2 separate regions of the Rattus norvegicus genome follow, and region 1 is linked to region 2. A link is a contact called in public Hi-C data. All regions are on one chromosome and are shown on one strand. The core of a region is the stretch at or near the end of the contact, and the rest is flanking DNA. Distances in the headings are between cores, read along the strand shown. Region 1 overlaps LOC108349074 (a long non-coding RNA gene). Region 2 holds the start of Gja1 (gap junction protein, alpha 1).

Region 1 (4,580 bases), core at 1,926-4,425, 94 kb before region 2:
CATATGCCTGCCTTTCATTTCTCCCTAGCTTTTGACACAGAATCTCATATATCCCAGACCAGCTTCCAATGTTGCTAAGGATGACCGTGAATTCCTGTATCTCTCCACTAGATCACAGAGACTGTGATCATTCTTCACTATGGCCAACTTCAGGATCCCTTTCTGTCTGTTCCAAAAGTACAAACTCTTAATGGAACCAATACAAAGGATTTTTATTTTTAGACAAAATTTTAAAATTCAAGAAATAGATGCAGGACAATGCCATTCCTTTCTGTTGTCTCCTCTCCTGCTCAACTTGGTGTTACTGTGCAAGGAACTTTTGAGTCCTGGATATGAAAGGTAGTTGTGGTCCGTAGCCTCAGAACCTGGGCACCTTTTTATGTTACTATCTCACACTCAAAACGTCAATTACCAGAAATATTATTCCAAAGCATAACTGCTACTTACTGGTTAGTATACTATGGGACAAAAAAATCTAATGACATTTTAATAAATGCCAACCCTAAGGCTTTGTAAACATCATTGAAAAATGATTCCAGGACCTCATGTCTAAAGTCTATCTCACTCTCCATCACTAATCATCTTTTTTTTTTTTTTTCGGAGCTGGGGACCGAACCCAGGGCCTTGCACTTCCTAGGCAAGCGCTCTACCACTGAGCTAAATCCCCAACCCCCATCACTAATCATCCTAAAAACACTTTTTACACCTTCTCTGTTTTAGCTTTCTAGCTCAACAGGAAAGGAATACATCTCTTTTTAAAATTATGCACATCTGGCTAGCTTTATGAAGGCGTTATGGGAATTGCTGTGGGGGGAAGTCATCAACTGTCTTGCCTACCTGTGAACACTGTAACCTACAGATACAACTACCCTAGCAAGTACACCCACTGGTACCATAGTGGCCCAGATGTTTTCAGTGTAACCAACCATTTTTTTTAAATACATTTATGACTTATTTCACACATGGCAATTTATTCCTGGTGCTGTAGCTATGACCCAAGAGCCATGACTCATAACTCTTTGGGATAACATAATACTATTGCTGTGTCCAAAAGACATAATACCAAATTGTCATTAAATACTTGTCTTTATACTCAGATCTATGTAGATCTTGGCCCTCACAGAGAAGCTTCTTTGTATAGAGAGACTCACAACTGGTTAAAGTGCAGAGGATGACCTATGGATCTATCGGCCATTAACAGGAAAACTATATCACACCTTCTCACAAAGCTTGAGCAACTTCACAAAAGAGGAGGTAGAAAGAGAGTCAGAGCTCAGGGAGAACTGTGACAAAGCTGTGTCTTCTAGACACAAAAGATCCATGACATTCATGAACTCACAGCAGATGTGGTTGTCTGTACAAGATGTGCAGAAGATCAAGTCAGTCAGCATTACAACCTGGATGAATGAAGGGCTTCAGAGAGGGTCGGTTTTCCTCAGAGTGTGTATCCCCCTCATAGGTAGACTATTCCTGAGTGTATGGCCCCACACACCTATGCACTTACAGACAGAACTTTATAACTGAGCAGCGTTCCTGTGTTGGTCATCTTGACAGAAATATCCATTGAAATATTTTTCATAATTCTTATTTCGAGATCAGAAAATGAAGGTTAGCAGATTACCCTTAATCATTCTCCATCTGATTTTTTGAGACAGGTTCTCTCTGTGAGCCCGGAACAGAGTCCTCCTCTCCCCCCTGATTCAGTCGGACTCCAGGGAACCTCCTGTCTTATCACCCCTGAAATGTGATTACGGGCTCAAACCGGAGCCTGGCTTTAGAGTCTGGACATTGAACTCAGGCCCCCATGCTTTTACAGCAAGCTCTGTACTAATTAAGCCATTTCTTCTGCTGTTATCACAAATTTGCTATTCATCAACAGGCAGAACATAAGGAATGATATCCTAGACAATGCACACCGGGAAATGGCCAGCAGCACGGGCTACAGTAGCTCCCCTTCCTTACAGTCTCTGGCAGGGAGGTTACGGCTGTGCACAACCTCTGCCAAGTTAGTCTATCCAAGAACGCTTTTATTCCAGGTGAGACCCAGTCCAGCTTCCAGTCAGCTTGTCTGAATAGAAAGATAGGGACACAGAGCTCTCACAATGACAGACGGCAATTCTTACAAGCAGGACTATTTCTCAGCTGCCTCTCCAGCATCCCACTTGGAGGAGGCAGCCTCACTCCGGGTGTGAACGTGGGAGGGGAGATTGTGAGGTGACTTGTCTAGTCCCTGTTTCATAAGCTGGCACCGCACTGGTTTAGTCACGCTGGCTTTTGACAGCCTCCGGTTAACTTTGAAACGAACTCCTCTTGTCTTCCATAGTAACCCCAGACATCTTTCCTCCGTTTAAAAAAAAAAAACAAAAACAAAAAACACTGTTAGGCAGGAAATAGTCAATAATATCTTTGGATTTCTTAATGGATATTATTATCCTCAACAGTCTAGGTAATTGATATTTACATGAGGTATGCTCTGCATTGCTAGGAAAATGCCTTATGCAGTAATTTATTTCACCTCTGTTCATGTATGGATCGAGAGGCTGCAGAAGATATGAAGCTATAAGACTTGAACTTGGAACCAAACTTGTGGGCCTGTGCATAACGGCAAAAATTTCCTGTCATAGAAATACCTCTGCGATATTTATATTTATATTTACTACGGTAAAGTGCCTAGTATATTTAAGGGGGGGAAGGGACAGAAATAAAAACAAAAACAAAAGATGATTTTTTTTTTGAGGCACATTTTTTTCTGCCAATGCGTTTACTCCCAAGGCCTTTTCATTACCGTATTGCAAATTAGTAACAAAACAGAATGGAAAAACCCAGATGTTCAAATGATCTCCTCGGAAAAGCTGCCTGCCTCTCGGATAGCCTCTCTAAAACTGGGTATGTTTTTTCAGAAATGACGGCTTTCCTTGCGGGGAGGAGAGTGCAGAACGGAAAGCCTGGAATTCCTGAGCGAGGCTCCAAAATGATCAACTTTGCTTTTACAACTTTGTTTTGAATTTCCCTGAGCGGCACTGAGAACCTTAGGAGCAGCCTATCGCTGTTGTCCGGGTTTTACTCCTTTCCTTTAGTGTTAACCTGAAGCCCATTTCAGCGAGCCTGTGCGCAGCCCCGCTCTGAGCCAAAAATCCTAGACTTGGGATTCTAGGCTTGCTTCCTTCCGTGTGGCATCCAGACTGCCAGCGTTCTTGCTGATTCACTGGGACAGGCTGGAAGGGTGCAGGGCTGTGATCCGGTGGAGACAAGACCCGGAGTTTCTTTGTAAATCCCAGCTTTATTGCGCTCAACCGGAACTTTAGACTCCCCCATCAGCTCCTTCATCGGCAAACTGGGAATCAGCCTGGTATTAAGCACTTAACTTTGTTTTCTTTGAGGAAGTGCTTTGAAGATGAGAGGGGTTGCATTTATTTGGTTAGCAACGTAAATTAATGGGGTCAGAAACAAGACCGGGCTGAGTGTTGGATGGTACTTCTTGATTTTCTTGCTCTGCCTACCCAATGCTTACACAGCCCGGCTCATCCCAGCCTATCCCTGATCACTATCTCCAGTTTTCTTTACTTTCCGGATTTAAACTCAAAACCTGTATGATTGAACCAACAAGCCAGGCTTTGAGGAATGTGTCATAGTTATGTCTCCAGGCAGACTGTTGGATCACACCCAGGAAAGCTGCCCGGACACTTCCACACATCCTACTTTATTTTAGGTCAGTTAGGAAACTCAAAGTAACAAATATGACCACTGAAGAATTTGCAAAGCAAACTTCCTCAGTTTTCATTAGAAAGGTAAGAATTTGGCTACTTCCTGGACTATATTACCTTTTGCCAAGGCTCAAGATAATTATATACTTAGCAAGTAAAGCATAAACATACCTGCTTCCTGTTTTAAAATTTACAAGGACTTTCCAATAGCTGAGAAGCACTTAAAGAGATGGTCAAAATCCCTAGCCATCAGGGAAATGTAAATCAAAACAACTCTGAGCTTCTATGTTATACCCATCAGAATGGCTAAGACCAAAAACTCAAGTGACAGTTCAGGATGGTGAGAAGCAAGGGGAGCACTCCTCCATTGCTGGTGGGAGTGCGCACTTGTACAACTACTTTGGAAATCAATTTGGTAGTTTCTCAGAAAACTGGGAATAATTCTACCTCAAGACCCAGCTATACCAGTCCTGGGCATAAACACAAAAGATGCTCCACCATCCCACAAAGACATTTGTCCAGCTATGCTCATTCAGCTTTTTTCATAATCGGCAGAAACTGGGAACAACCTAAACGTCCCTCAACTGAAGAATGGATAAAAAAAAATGTGGTTCATCTATTCAATGGAATACACAGCTAAGGCTCAGAAATTAACGGGGGTGACATTAGCTGTGTCTCACTACATTGGAGTTATAGAACCTGAAGAGGCCACTTCCTGTAGCTAGACGGGAACCCCAGTGCAGTGATGGAGACACCAACCCACCCACAAAACTTTCAACTGAAAATTTATCCTGTCTACAAGAAATCCAGGCACAGGGGAGGGAGCAGAGACTGAGGGGACGGCCAACCAATAACTGGCCCAACTTGAGACACATC
Region 2 (4,602 bases), core at 1,141-3,640:
CAGGTAGCCCACTGTACCCGAATCTAGATGCACAAAGCTTTCACACACCGGGGAGTGCATTCCAGTAATCCAGAGTTCAACACCTCTCCAGGACAGAAAGTACAGCCTGTAAATGCGCTCATTTCCACACAACTTGGCCTACCCAGCAGAATTAACTAGTACGACCCCACCCCCGCAGTCTATGCCCTCGTTTACTTTAACACACTTTTATTTTCATCAATCCTCATGAAAATAAAAAAGAAAAAATTAACCTCAGGCTTCCTCATGGGAAGCTACTGACCATTCAAGGTTGCTGCCCAGAGGTCTTTTTGGACTGGTAAGATTCACTACCTTCCAGTCACTACTATTGTGCTTGGGGAACAAAGGAAATCAAACCCACCTCCAAAGTCGGCCCTGTAGGCTCTTCTCCTCTCCTCAAAACCCAGTAGTGGGAGGGAAAGGGAAGCTCACCTCCGGGCGCGGGCCGCCGAGTGCTCGGCCAAGGCTCTGCCAGAGATGCCCAGTGAGCATTGGGTGGACCCGAGGGCACTAACGGGGAGAACTCTGCTCGGAAGTCAAGGTTTGAATTTTCCAATCCTGAACGGATTTGCCTCAGCACACGTCAGTAGCTGTCGCACGGTTTCTCGAAGGGTCTTCTTTGCCCCTCCTTCTTCCGCCCCGCCTCATTCTTGGGGAATTTCAAGAGTTTCCAGGAGTGTTACAAGTGCATTTACCAGCACCCGGGCTCCCTAGGTGTTCAGGGGACCTTCCCGGGGGCTCCACTCAGCCACCCGACAAGTTTAGGCAGAGAAACCACGAAAAGGCGTCTCGGAGGGCAGGGGAAGAGACTTCAGATTGACAACTTTAATAAAGTCGACCACTTGCTGCCTCTGACGGTCCGGCCGCGAGGCTCGCCTCCCCTCCCCCCCAACCCCCCTCCGTCGCAGGCAGCGGTCTGGACCGCGAAGCCGGAAGGCTGCGGGGAGCCGAGCCCGGGATGATGCTAAGATTGGGCAGGAAGGGCCCGTGCCACCCTCTGCCCTAAAGTTTTCACTTCAAAAGGACTCGGCCCGTCTGGTACACGGGAAAAAAAAAAAAAACCAACCAAACAAAACTACAGACCCACCCTGAGTCGTTTCGGTGTGGATTTAGGCCGGACAGAATGAAGACTGGGCAAAGTGCTTTACAGAATGTGTTACCAATTTAAAAATAAAGAAAAAAAATAACAGCTTTAAGACGGATCCCCTTTAAACTGCACGTTAACATCATTTTTGCTTAGTGCTTTGCACCCTCTAGAAGCTAATTCAAAACTGTCCCAACAGCTCTGAAGTCCCTACAGGTCCGGGCAGGCAGGCGAAGGGGGGTGGGGGTGGGGAGGGGGCAGCCCCTTCTAAAGCGCGGCTCCAAAATTCCCTTTTCCCCATTCCTTCTAGGAGCTTGGGTTTTAGCAGTTGGTTTTGGAAAAGCACCCTGGCACACACTGTTTCTAACGCCGGTTCCTCTAACGCTCCCCAAGTCACCACCACCCATTCAAGATTTCTCGCGCCCGCAGTTGCCAGCGTGGAGGGGAAAAAAAAAAAAAAAGCTGGCTGTGTGGGCTGAGGGGTTCGTCCCGTAGCACCGCGCTGGCTCGCACAAAGTAACTACTGTTGGTCTAAAAACCCTACCCGCAGCACCCCGATCTACGTATTTTCTGGCTTAATCCAGAAAAAAGGCTAAGGAAGAACCACGTGGAAGTCAACTGCTGCGGCAGGGGCTCAACAAAGCACTGTTACAAAAGGAGCCAGCTTTCTCAAGGCTGTAGAACAGCCGACGGGATTTTCAGGAGGAAAAAGGAAAAAGCCTGCAGTGTCCTGCACTAGAGGAAGCAGGCTAGGCAAAGTTGACGGAGGGGACCCCCCCTTCCCTCCCACCGCAGCACCTTCTCCATCAGGGACTACAGAAAAGTGAAAATTAGGCTCCACAACAAAGAACCAAGTCTAGGAAGTTGGTCCTTCACTCTAGCTGGAAAAAGTTTGAGCCTTTTACCTGTTGCACGAGCAGCGGAACTTTTTAAACAATCAAAATATAAACCAGCACGTGGAAATGGCAAAGACACTTGGAAGACCATCGTTCTACTTACGATATCCTAAGCCAAAGACGCAACGCGTTTACAAAGCACAGTGCAAGAGTTTTCCTGACAGAAAGAGACGCTATTAGGTAAAAGCGGGTTTTTTATCAAAACTTACTCTTTCACTTAATGAAAGTGAAGCCGGCGCGCCAAAGTTGGTGGAACTCCTTGGAGGCTGAAGTCAAAGGAAAAATGAGAGTTCAGGCTCTCAGACCTGTCTGTTTAAAGTTTAAAAGTCTGCTGCTGTTTGGTACTTTCCTCACGCCTTTCCCCCAATGAAAGAAAAGTGCTGATACCTCGTAAAAGCGTTTTTCTAACTTGGAGCGCAGAGCTTTTAAAAGTTTCAAGCCACTGACTCAACTGGAAGGAGGGGCCAGGAGAAAGGGGAGGGAGGAAGAAAAGGCGGGGAGAAGGTGGGGAGGAGGCTGACGAACGTGGGGCTGAGCAGGCAGAAGCAACCTGGTCAAGATAAAGTTGTAGTTTGAATGTGCTGACGAGAAGGGAAAAAAATATGAGAAAACAGCTCTAGCTGTCCGTCGGCCACTGCAGGGCTGTGACTCCTCACAGATAAAATACTGTTGGGTGTAGTAGGGCTTGTTTCAGGGGATGACCAGGGGGAGGGAGAAGACGTACCTTTCGTGTTACATTTTCTAAATGAAAAAAAAATGCAATAAATAAAAATGGGGGGCGGGGGGGACAAGGTCAACTCGTGCAGACTTGTTCTGCGTTCCCCAAGGTGTGTGAAGCTTGAGGTGGGTGTGCGTGATCTTTCTTATGACCTAATTCTCCTCCTCTTAAACACGGACAATTAACAAAGGAAAAAAGGCGGTGGGCATGGGAAAGGCATTTCACAACCAGCCCCAGTGGAGGGGTATGTCTACTCGTCGGTTTCTCTGCTGCTTTAGATAGTTTTGTGTATTCCTTCGATTAAGAACAGGAAGGTAGATGTTATGTATTATGAAAAATATCATGTAGGTAACTTTGGACTGAAACGTTGATACTGACCTCTACCCAGTCTCCGAGGAAGTGAACGTCCTATCTCAGTCCTATTCATGACTACAATTTAGCATTTAAATCGGCAGGAAGATGCCAAAATTCTCCCCCTCCCCTCCCTCCCTCCTCCTCCTCCTCCTCCTCCTCCTCCTCCTCCTCCTCCTCCTCCTCCTCCTCCTCCTCCTCCTAACTGCAGACTAGAGTTTCCAGATACATTATGTTAGCATAAAGCCAGTCTGAAAACTTCCTCCTCTCTTTCGATCATGTCCCTAGGAAGCCCATCCAGGGGAGAGACGTCTGCCTGGTGACCGCCTGCCTACAACTTCATGGCTTTCTCATCATACCTGACGGGGTTTATGAAGGACTGAGTCATATAACCTCATTCCTAAGGGTGGGCAGCTCCTTTGAGGGCTCCCAGATGTCCTCCAAGAGGGCTTATGGCAGGGCAATAAACAGGCTTCAGCGGTGTTCCCGGGGTTAGGCAGGGAAATCTCTCGGCCTTTGTTCAGGCATCACCTGACTGGGTTGAGCATCTCACTCTAAGGCAAACAGCAGAACAAAGGATGGCAAAGACTTCGTAGAAACACTTTCCCGTGCCTGGCTGGAATGCCTAAGGAGGCACCACTTGAAATCTCACAGTTTAAGACCCCAGCGAGCTCTCTTACTTTTGAGGTTTGTCTTTAACTTAAAGAAGGGAAACAATGTGACAGAAGCAGAAACTGTAGTCTGACTTTCAATGCTTTATGTCCAGAGATGTGACATTAGACTTTTTAAACATGTATTTATCAAATGTGTGTATTCACATATGTGTGTGCAAGTGGAAATTTGAAGACAGTTTGTGAACGTTGGACCCCGTTTTCCATCTGGAAAGTGAACTTAGAGAGTCAGACCTGACAACAGGCACCTTAACCACTCAGCCATCTTGCTGCTTCTTACTAAACTTATTTAATTAATTTTTTGTTTTAAACCATGAAGTCTCGCTGCATAGCTCTCCTGGAACTCACTATGTAGACCAGAATTCTGCCTGCCTCTGCCTCCTCAGCCCTGGGATTAAATGTGAGCACCACATACCTGGTTTATTCAATTTATCTTTAACTGATAAAACATATAAAAATTGCATTAATGTTTGGGGTTATATGATGTTTTGATACAAGTGTAAAATTTGTGGTGTTGAACTCAGTATAAGAATATTTGTCTGTTGTAATACTTATAATATAATTTGTCTATGGGAAAATATCCAGACTTCTAAAGGTTTTTTTTAGAAACACTGCACTGTCATCCATCCATAGTTAGTTTACCCATTCTTAATACACCACACATATAGAACCTCAGTAGAACTTAGAGTCCACGAATCAACCTCTCCCCGTTCCTCTTCCCCTCTTTACAAAAACACATTTTATTTCATTTAAAGAAAGATTTGCACAGTGGTCTCTGTCTACAGCCCCAGTCAATTGAAAGGGTAAGGCAGGACAATCAACTGAGATGAGTTTCAAGCAGTCCTCAACCACACTAGAGAAAAC

What was found. A called contact is a pair of places that touch in the nucleus more often than the background predicts.
Region 1: a Hi-C map of the Rat2 cell line shows a contact between it and region 2, with 3 times the contacts expected there. The contact joins the enhancer-like site here to the promoter of Gja1 in region 2.

Annotation. Positions count from the first base shown.
Region 1 is chr20:36,394,661-36,399,240 of GRCr8, reverse strand. All of the region lies in intron 2 of LOC108349074 (a long non-coding RNA gene), which reads left to right. Among named protein-coding and RNA genes, the nearest start is that of Gja1, 94 kb to the right of the region's middle. Within about 2 kb of position 3,175, at least 45 of the 93 cell types and tissues checked have an H3K27ac peak or open chromatin away from gene starts, as enhancers often do.
Region 2 is chr20:36,300,352-36,304,953 of GRCr8, reverse strand. Gja1 (gap junction protein, alpha 1) reads right to left here and starts at 2,390. Exons shown (of 2, transcript NM_012567.2): 1 at 2,208-2,390.